Regions from separate parts of the Sus scrofa genome. Here region 2 is linked to region 1. A link is a contact called in public promoter capture Hi-C data. All regions are on one chromosome and are shown on one strand. Each heading gives the region's core, a stretch centred on a gene start, on an enhancer-like site or on the middle of the called end of the contact. The rest is flanking DNA. Distances are from core to core; before and after follow the strand shown.

Evidence for each region. Promoter capture Hi-C pulls out the DNA fragments that hold promoters and counts their contacts.
Region 2: a contact with region 1 is called in a promoter capture Hi-C map of skeletal muscle, with 5 times the contacts expected there. The contact joins the promoter of GOT1L1 here to the promoter of PLPBP in region 1. A contact is called at or near these places in 2 of 5 promoter capture datasets (liver and skeletal muscle), 12 of 47 Hi-C or Micro-C datasets (adipose tissue, alveolar macrophages, blood and 8 more) and 1 of 2 datasets of contacts at active chromatin or transcription factors (alveolar macrophages).

The regions. Positions count from the first base shown.
Region 1 is chr15:48,634,226-48,639,662 of Sscrofa11.1, reverse strand. PLPBP (proline synthase co-transcribed bacterial homolog protein) reads left to right here and starts at 3,079. Exons shown (of 8, transcript XM_003133369.4): 1 at 3,079-3,370. The coding sequence starts at 3,272.
Region 2 is chr15:48,497,557-48,502,993 of Sscrofa11.1, reverse strand. It overlaps GOT1L1 (putative aspartate aminotransferase, cytoplasmic 2), which reads right to left and starts at 2,838. Exons shown (of 9, transcript XM_021076150.1): 1 at 2,724-2,838; 2 at 1,439-1,620. The coding sequence starts at 2,838.

The sequences.
Region 1 (5,437 bases), core at 1,830-4,329:
AGCCAAGTAACCAAGCAACAGTAATTTTCCATTATTTTATCTTTTTAATCCCCCCACAAGAATCACAGAAAACTCAGAAGGAAATAATTTTAAAATCCATAAATGTTTTTCTCATAATTTGGGGCCTTAGACTACAGAGGTAAAGGTTTTAAGTTTGACGGCATTAAATGATAAGTATACTAGATTTTTATAAAATTGTTTATAAAATCGGTTCCCCTGGGTATTTGGCTTTCTAATCTCTTTTCCCCTTTGTCCTTGCAAACTGTTGGAACAATTTTAAGTCAATTACCAGTGATGAGGTGATTTGGGACTTTTATTTTTCAAGGATTAGGTAGTAGGGAAGGGTGAAAGTTTAAATCAGATGGTTGACATCCCAGGAAGGGGAGGAGAAGAAACTAAAAAAGAAAATAAAGAGGAAAAAACATAATAAAATTAATTCAAAAGCACAGCTAAGAGAGTTCCCGTTGTGACTAGTTAACCCGACTAGTTAACCGTGAGGATGCAGTTAGATCCCTGGCCTCCCTCAGTGAGTTAAGGATCCAGTGTTGGAGTTCCCGTCATGGCTCAGTGGTTAACGAATCCAACTGGGAACCATGAGGTGGTGGGTTCGATCCCTGGGCCTTGTTCAGTGGGTTCAGGATCTGGGTTGCCATGAGCTGTGGTGTAGGTCGCAGACATGACTCAGACCCCAAGTTGCTGTGGCTCTGGCATAGGCTGGCAGCTACAGCTCCGATTAGACCCCTAGCCTGGGAACCTCCAAATGCCACGAATGCGGCTCTAGAAAAGACAAAAAAAAAAAAAAAAAAAAAAAAGGATCCAGTGTAGCTGTGAGCTGTGGTGTAGGTCACAGACGTGCAGATGTGGCTTGGACCTGGCATTACTGTGGGTGTGGTGTAGGCCTGAAGCTGCAGCTCTGATTCCTGATTCAACCCCTAGCCTGGGAACTTCCATATCCCAAGGAAGGAAGGGAAGGAGGGAGAGAGGAAGAAAAGAAAGGAAGAAAGAAAAGACAACCTCGAGAAAAAACTTTAGCTCTTTTCCCACCATAAGAGCATCTCATTCATTAAGTAGAATTACTGTGTGAGAACCAACAGTACAGACAAGAGTACTTTCCTTAACAAAATCAATCTCTACTTGTCCACAGCACCTACCATTTCACCATCTGACTATTAAACCTCGGGTTTTACTATGTTAACCTTTGTATTGTTTGGCTCCTCCCATTTGTGATTTTCATATTGCCCAGAGCAGGTTACACAGGAAACTCAAGAATTGGGCTCTGTGCCAAGCTCAGGCTGGACTAAAGCTGCCTGTGCTGGCCTCCTAGAAAGCAGCACTTGCCACCAGGTGGGGTACTGACCAGCTGCAATGCCGCCAGTCCCAAATGAGGAAAAGTCCAAACTACACACTGGGTTACAATTTTTAAAAACTCAAATATGGAGTTCCTGTTGTGGCTCAGTGGTAACGAATCCGACTAGCATCCATGAAGATACAGATTCAATCCCTGGCCTCCCTCAATGGGTCAGGGATCCTGCGTTGCCGTGAGCAGTGGTGTAGGTCACAGACTCAGCTCAGATCCTGCTTGGCTGTGGCTGTGGCTGTGGCTGTGGCTGGCAGCTGTAGCTCCCATTAGAGCCCTAGCCTGGGAACTTCCATATGCCACCGGTGCAGCCCTAAAAAGCCAAACAAAACAAAACAAACCAACAAAAACCACCTCAACTGGAGTTCCCATAGTGGCAAAGCGGAAAGGAATCCGACTGGGAACCATGAGATTATGGGTTAGATCATTGGCCTCGCTCCGTGGGTTAAGGATCAGGCGTTGCCATGAGCTGTGGTGTAGTTTGCAGATGCAGCTTGGATCTGGCGTTGCTGTGGCTCTGGCATAGGCTGGCAGCTACAGGTCAGATTAGACTCCTAGCCTGGGAACCTCCATATGCCACCAGTGCAGCCCTATAAAGACAAAAAGACAACAAACCTCAACTATCTCATTAACTTTTTCTATTGGTTATGTTTAAACTTTACTTTGGGTATATTGGGCTATAGAAAATGTATTCAGGGAGTTCCCATCGTGGCGCAGTGGTTAACGAATCCGACTAGGAACCATGAGGTTGCGGGTTCGGTCCCTGCCCTTGCTCAGTGGGTTAACGATCCGCCGTTGCCGTGAGCTGTGGTGTAGGTTGCAGACGCGGCTCGGATCCTGCGTTGCTGTGGCTCTGGTGTAGGCCAGCGGCTACAGCTCCGATTAGACCCCTAGCCTGGGAACCTCCATATGCCGCGGGAGCGGCCCAAAGAAATAGCAAAAAGACAAAAAAAAAAAAAAAAAAAAAGTATTCATTAATTTTTCTTAACTTTCTGTGCCTATTAGAAAATTTTATTTATTTTTGTTTTTTGTCCTTTTAGGGCCGCACCCACTGGCATGCGGAGGTTCCCACGCTGGGGGATCTAATCCGAGCTGTTGCTGCTGGCTTACACCACGGCAACACCAGATCCAAGCCGTGTCTGGGACCTACACCACAGCTCAAGGCAACACCAGATCCTTAACCCACTGAGCGAGGCCAGGGATCGAACCGAAACCTCATGGTTCCCAGTCGGATTCGTTTCCACTGCACCACGATGGGAACTCCTAGAAAATTTTAAATTACATGTTCGGATCACATCATATTTCTATTGGGCACTGATCTAAAGGATAACCAGAGGAAAATAATTCGGTACATTGGGATCCTACCATGTTCTTCAGAAACAATTTTCTTTTATATATTTTTAAATATTTATTTTTGGCCACACCCGCGGCCTGTAGAAGTGACTGGCCAGGCACCAAACTTGGCCACAGCTGTAACCGGAGCCACAGCAATGACAAAGCGGGATCATTAACCCGCTGAGCCAGGAGGGAACTCTTTTTCTATGCCTTCTCCTCTCCCCAAAATCATCTGAGATAAAAGCCGTTATCTCCCACAACTGGGAAGAGGACCTAAGGGACCTCTCCTGCCCCCTTCTGTCCCTCAACTGCGTCTGCGGGCTACGGCTAGGTGGAAAGCCCCGCCCTCCGGCAACCCCGGAAGTACGTCACAGCCCCTCCGCACCCGAGTGCCCCGCCCCGCCTCGCGGCGACCTCCCCAAGATGGCACACCTAGGGCGGGGCCGCCCCTCCCGCCCCTCCCCATACTGACGATTGGCTGAGACGAAGACGGGCAACACGGAGACGTGAGCTGGGCGGGACCGGAAGGGGATTTAGCCTCGGGTGCCCGGGTACGGGGCTGGAAGTCGGTTCTGTGGAATGTGGAAGGCTGGCAGCATGTCGGCGGAGCTGGGAATCGGTTTCGCTCTGCGGGCAGTGAATGAGCGCGTGCAGCAGGCGGTGGCGCGACGGCCGCGGGTAAGAAAAGGGACCTCGTGGGGACGGTGGGCGGCCGCTTGGAGGAGATGAGACGCCTGCGTGGGAATGGGTCGTCACGGTGACGCAGAGGGGTCTCCCCGCAGGAGCGAGAGCTGGCCGCCGCCTTGGCTTTGGCACGGGTTGCCGAGACCCCAGGAGGCTGGTAAAAGGATTCCTCAGCATCTGTCAGGTTTTCTGGAGGTTGGCTTAGTTGGAGCAAAAGGTATCGCTACCCCGGGAAAATGACTGATCTCCAGGCATCGCGACCATTTACCCATCTGGCTTTGTGTCGGGATCAGCCGCCTTGGCAGAGGGGAGAGGGATCAGGCCTGCACCCAGAGGCTGCAGAAGGGGATGTCCACTGCAGGAGTACCCAAAGGAGGCCAGATCTGCCGAGATCACGTGTGTGGCAGCGTCCCAGATAGTAGATGCACAGTAAATGTCAGTTCCACCCGAAAACGAAGGAAAGGGTGGATTGGCCGTACTTGGGTGACACTAGAGCTGCACTTGTGCGTTTGGGGCAGGAGGGAACTAGACATCCATTCCCAAGCAGTTTAAGATGAGATTTTTTTCCCCCTTATATATAGTTGGTATCTTGGAACTTACTTAAAGGTTACCATCTGCCCCTCCTCAGTGCAAGTTTAAGCTGAAAGGTGTGGTGTGAGACATATTTGAATAGAGAGATCAAAGTTTTCTCTGATTAAGCATTTAGTGTCAGAGCTCAGCTGGCCTGGAGACAGAAGACCTGTATTAGTATAGCTTTTTCTGGGCTGTTAATTAGGTATTATTTTAAACAAGTCAGTTAGTTACTCTAGCCCTGAATTTCCTCCTTCCGGCATTAATGATCCTCCAAGAAAAAGCTAAGCTAGAGATTCCCCTAAGAAATATCGCCCTGGGGAGTTCTCCCAACATAACTTACGCAGATGGGCTACCTGTTCCACTTTTTTTCCCTAAAGACTGTTACCTCATAATTCTAGGAAACATGACACAGTCTCATAAAAAGTCAGCAGTGCAGCCCTCAGAAGGAAGGGGAAACTCTGTTAATTGATCTTACTCTTCAGACCCTTTGAGAACATTGATTCTGTAAAAGTTCCGGAGGGTGATGGGGTAATGAAAATGAAGCCATGTGAGGACAGATGAATCTCTTCTCTGTGTGGATTTGGTTGCAGCAGAATTCAGGGAAGCCCCGCTCTTTACATAATGGCCGTGAGAAGGGGGTCGGATAAACCTTATCCTGAGTCCAGAGTCTTCTGTGTCTTTGCATCAGTTTGGCCCCTGGTTCTTGATTAGACTGAACAATTACACTGTAACACAGCAAGATCAATGGCATCTCTGGAGCATTGCGACAAAAGTTCAATCCCTGACCCAGCACAGTGAGTTAGGGATCAGCAGCAGCTAAGATCTGATCCCTGGCCTGGGAACTCCATATGCCATGGGGCAGCCAAAAAAGGAAGGAAAAAAACTACAGTAACCCTAAGGGCGTCGCTTTTGAGAGTGCACGTGGGCAATATTAATAATTACCCCAGGACCAGAGTGTAATTAACCTTGGGGTTAGCCAGATGTTCATCTTGGGGTTTCAGAAGCCAAAAGTGGCCTCCCTTCCTAACAGAGATGCCTTCCCTTAATGAAGTGCTTCTTAAACCACCCACCTTGGTATGCAAGAGTATTGTCTGATAAAGTTTGTTTGAAAGGAGTTTGTTTGAAAGGAGATTCAAAGACTACACCCTGAGATTCAGATTCAGCAGATCTGGAGGGGGACCCAGGTGTTAACTGATGCCATTGGTCAAAGACCACACTTTAAGGAACCACTGCTTTTACTTACCTGCCCAGCTCTCCTGAGAGAGAAGTCTTTTGCTTAATATTCAGTAGCTAAGCACATTAGATTTCAATACAAGCATACAGAAGACTTTTCGTCAACATCATTTGCTACTCATCTTCCCGCAGTGTTAGAAAATAGATCCCCTAGTGCCCATTGTGGCTTAGCGGGTTAAGAACCTGAAGTAGTCTCCCTGAGGATGCAGATTGATTCCTGGCCTTGCTCAGTGGGTTAAGGATCTGATGTTGCTG
Region 2 (5,437 bases), core at 1,589-4,088, 140 kb after region 1:
CTACTATGTGCCAGACACTGTGGCAGGCACTTGGGATACTTAAGGGAACAAAACGAATACCCTCTACCCTCGTGGTGCTCACATCCATACCAGGCATGGGCAGCCTTTGTCTGCAAAGAGCCCATAGGTTTTTGGGCCATATAACTCGCAACTCTGCCTTTATAGCAGAAAGCAGCTCTTGACAAGACAAGCAAATGGCCATGGCATGTTCCAATAATATTTTCTGGATACTGAAATTTGAATTTCATGTGATTTTCATGGGTCACAAAATATTATCCCCCCTTTGATTTTCAGCAATTAAAAAGCATAAAACCAATAATTTTTTAAAAGCCCCATAAAACCTTTTTTTTTTTTAGGGCCACACCCACGGCATATGGAGGTTCCCAGGCTATGGGTCGAATCAGAGCTATAGCTGCTGGCCTACACCATAGCCACAGCAACGCAGGATCCAAGCCACAGCTGTGACTTACACCACAGCTCACAGCAACGCAAGATCCTTAATCCACTGAGCCAGGCCAGGGATGGAGCCTGCAACCTCATAGAGTGATGGTGAGGAGTTCCCACCATGGCACAGTGGTTAACGAATCCGACTAGGAACCATGAGGTTGAAGGTTTGATCCCTGGCCTCGCTCAGTGGGTTAAGGATCTGGCGTTGCCATGAGCTGTGGTGTAGGTTGCAGACGTGGCTCGGATCCTGCATTGCTGTGGCCCTGGCGTAGGCTGGTGGCTACAGCTCCAATTAGACCCCTAGCCTGGGAACCTCCATATGCCTCAGGAGTGGCTCAAGAAAAGGCAAAAAGAGTGATGGTGATACGAGCACCACTTCAGATTCAGCCCCTTCTTGAAAGAGTTTGCATGTCAGCAGTGGGAAATGGACTGGAGAGTCCTGGCTTTGGGTTCTAATCCTGGCTCTGCACTTCAATGACTAAACTTGGGACTCTCTGAGACTCGGGGGTGGGGGGGGGCCTCCAAAGTCTCTTTCAGGTGGCTTTTGTTTTCGTTCTGGCTATGCCCACAGCATGGATTCAAACACATGCCACAACAGTGACAACACCAGATTCTTTTTTTTTTTTTTCCCCCTTTTTATGGTCACACCTGCAGCATATGGAGACTCCCAGGCTAGGGGTTGAATTGGAGCTACAGCTGCTGGCCTGTACCACAACCACAGCAATGCCAGATCTGAGCCACATCTGTGGCCTATGCAGTGGCTCAGAGCAACACAAGATCCTTAACCCTCTGAGCAAGGCCAGGGATCGAACCCACATCCTCATGGATACTAGTCGGGTTCTTAATCCACTGAACCACAACAGGAGCTCCTCAACACCAGATTCTTAACTGCTAGGCCACCAGAGAACTCCTCCATCAGGTTTAAGATTGTGTATTTCCCAATCTCCACTCCTTGTGCCTTGGTGAGTAAGGGAAGGGCCTTGCCTCTCACCCTATTCTCCACAATGACTTGGCTGTGTTTTCCAAAGAGGAGTTTCAAGGAGGCCTGGATGAATGATTCCATGCCCATCACCGGCGTGTACTCATAGTCCAGGGAGGGATCCTGGGCGATCTGTAGACGGATCTTGCTCACCACAGAGGACACCCAGGGTTGGCCTTCGCTGGTCATGCAGACTGTGAGAGGAACCACAGGGAGGGGCTCAGATGCCCAGCCTTGGCGCCTCCAAGTGTGGACTCTGCATTCAGCCCACAGATCTGTCCTGGCTTTCTTAGGGCTTTAGAGAGTTGCCTAGGAAAAGACAGCTTTCCTTTTCTTTTTCCCTCTTTATAAAAAACAATGTGTTGTTAGTGAATGTGTCTAATTTTCACCTTTTTTATTTTTATTTTTTTTGGGCCACTCCCAAGACATGAGGAAATTCCCGTGCCAGGGATCAAACCCAAGTCACAGCAGTGACAACGCTGAATCTTTAAGCACTGGGCTGCCAGGGAACTCCAATTGTCATCTTTTTTAAAAGGACCACAGAAACTGACGCAATTTTAAACAGCAAAAATGATAGATAACATGGGAGTTACAGATACATGTGACTAAACCAAGGTAACACTGACTTTCACAGGGGCAAGGCCTGGCTGCACCCCCAGAACAGTCCATTATAGAAAACTTTTTCTTTTCTTTTTTTTTTTTTTTTTTTCCTGTCTTTTCTAGTGCTGCACCTGCGGCATATGGAGGTTCCCAGGCTAGGGGTCTAATCGGAGCCGTACCTGCCGGCCTACGCCGCAGCCACAGCAACATGAGATCTGCGCCGCTGCTGTGACCTACACCACAGGTCACGGCAAGGCCGGATCCTTAATCGCTGAGCGAGGCCAGGGATCGAACCAGCAACCTCATGGTTTCTGGTCGGATTCGTTAACTACTGAGCCAGGACGGGAACTCCATTCTAGGAAACTTTCTTGGTTCAAGAACAGACGAGGGAGGCAGGTAGAAAGAAGAGATTGAAGAAAGTGCAACAACTACGCAGGCTGCAAGCATAGAGCTGGGAGAAAGGATACAGCTCTTACCACATTCCTGGAAGCCCCCGGAGAAGGGCAGAGAACACAGAATGCCTGGGGACATTTGCTGCTCTTTTCCCCACTGGGCAATCCTATTACCAGGAACGGACCGCGTTGCCCCGGGAGCCTTGGGCTATGCCCGGATTCCTCCGCTGCAGTGTCACAGTGCGCCTCTAGCGGCGATTGTCGTGTACTACACCTCACGCCACCAAAAACTACTACACCTCTACCTTTATAGGCCAGGAACATCTTGTTAGGGTAATTGTCTTGTTTGTAGGTTTTCAGCAAGCTGCCTTCTAGTTTCTGGGCCAGTGGCACATCTACGAACACGGAAAGGCTGGGCATTACCGCAGACAAGACCAAGTTTCCACTCCTATGCTCTCCTGAAGGCTTCTGCCTGGCAACCTTCTTCCAGGTCTGGGCCAGACAAGCCTGCCTCTTCCCAGAATCTTGGCTTCCAAGGCAGAGGCTCCAGACAACTGGTCACCAGAGCAACAGAACTCCGCCATTCAGTGGAGGGCTTTGGGAATATTCCAAGGGACCCAGGGAGAATCCCCTGAGAGAGGGCGGGTGGGGAGGGCATAAGGAGGACCTGGAATTCCCAGGTACTTCTCCCCAACTCACTACCTGCTCTAATCACCTGAACCCAAATCACAAGCCAGCCCCTTAGAAGACAGAATAAGGCAGGCTGCCAGCGAACTTGGAGGGGTTTCTCCTGCGGATGTGAAAACCTCAGTAGACCCAGAAGTAGTGAGCTGAGGGATACATTTAAAAAGATTCTAGGAGTTCCCGTTGTGGCACAGTGGTTAACGAATCCGACTAGGAACCATGAGATTACGGGTTCGATCCCTGCCCTTGCTCAGTGGGTTAAGGATCCAGCGTTGCTGTGAGCTATGGTGTAAGTCGCAGACGTGGCTCAGATCTTGCGTTGCTGTGGCTCTGACGTAGGCTGGCAGCTACAACTCCGATTCGACCCCTAGCCTGGGAACCTCCATATGCCGCGGGAGTGGCCCAAGAAATGGCAAAAAGACAAAAAAAAAAAAAAAAAAAAATTCTACTTTCATTTTGCTCAGGGCTCCAGATTCTTTTTTTTATTTATTTATTTATTTTTTTTGTCTTTTTTCTTAGGGCCGCAATCACCACATAGGGAAGTTCCCAGGCCAGGGGTCAAGTCAGATCTGCAGCTGCTAGCCTACACCACAGCTCACAGCAACACCAGATCCTTAACCCACTGAGCAGGGCCAGGGATCGAACCAAAGTCCTCATGGATACTAATCGGGTTCATTACCACTGAGCCACAACGGGAACTCCTCCAGAATTTTAAAGGAATAGAAAACATTGTTTTCTTCCGTAATTATTTTCATAGAGAGTCCTATGTTCAGGAATTCCCAATGTGGTGCAATGGGATTGGCAGCATCTCTGTTGCACCAGGATCTCTTCGATCCTCAGCCTGGTGCAGTGGGTTAAAGGATCTGGTGTTGCCGCAGCTGCCTCATAGATCACAGTTTGTAGCTGCAGCTTGGATCTGATCCCTGGCCCTGGAACTCCATATGCCACTAAGTGATCAAAACAGAAGAGAAAGAAAGAAAAAAAAAATAGTCCTATATTCAGAAACTGTGATTTTCAACTTGTAAGCCAGTCCTGTTTCCTTCAGTTATCTAGAACCGACTTCTACACTTGTTAACTGTTTCAGCGGTAGCTGAGCAGCGAGTTCGGAAGGCCAAGATCAAGGGCAGAAAGAGCTGGCCTCTGGATGATCAGTCTTGCATTTTGCTTGCCTTTTTTTTTTTTTTTTTTTTTTTAAGGTATGGAAGAGAATTTATTGCACTTTGTGAGGCTTTACTTTCATAATAATACACACCCCTGGTACAGAAAGACCTATTAAAATTGCATAAATTGCATAAAAAGGTAAATAGGTTAATTTTATGAGGCTTTCAGACAATAAGTTTGAGAAAGTTTTATGATTATCAGAATTTGTAAACATGATTGCAATCAAAACAGTAAAATAAATCAAAGAACAAGATTTTCTTTTCTTATTCTTTTATTTTTTCTTTTTTCTTTTTTTGTCTTTTGTCTTTTTAGGGCTCTACCCACGACATATGGAGGTTCCCAAGCTAGGAGTTGAATCGGAGCTACAGCTGCCAGCCTACACCACAGCCACAGCAATGCCAGATCTGAGCCGCATCTGTGACCTACACTACAGCTCATGGCAATGCTGGATCCTTTTTTATTTTTTCCCACTGTACAGCATGGGGACCAAGTTACACATATATGTATACGTAATTTTTCCTCCTATTGTCGTCTTGCAATATAAGTATCTAGACATAGTTCTCAATGCTACACAGCAGGATCTCATTGTAAATCCATTCCAAGAGCAATAGTTTGCATCCGTTGACCCCAAGCTCCTGATCCCTCTCACTCCCTCCCTCTCCCCCCAGGAGCCACAAATCTATTCTCCAAGTCCATGATTTTCTTTTCTGTGAAAGGTTCATTTGTGCTGTATATTAGATTCCAGTTGTAAGTGATATCATACGGTTTTTTGTTTCTCTCTTTCTTCACTCAGTATGAGTCTCTAGTTCCATCCATGTTGCTGCAAATGGCATTATGTCGTTCTTTTTCATGGCTGAGTGGTATTCCATTGTGTATATATACCACTTCTTCCTAATCCAATCATCTGCCAATGGACATTTGGTTGTTTCCATGTCTTGTATTTGAATATCTGCAATACATTGGTGCATGTTCTTTTTAAGAATTTTCTGATATATCCAGGTGGATGGGTCATACTTGTAGTTCTACGTATAGATTTCTAAGGTACCTCCGTACTGTTCTCCATAGCTGCTGTACCAGCTGACATTCCCACCAACAGTGCATGAGGGTTCCCTCTTCTCCACACCCCCTTCAGCATTTGTTATTTGTGGACTTATTAATGATGGCCATTCTGACA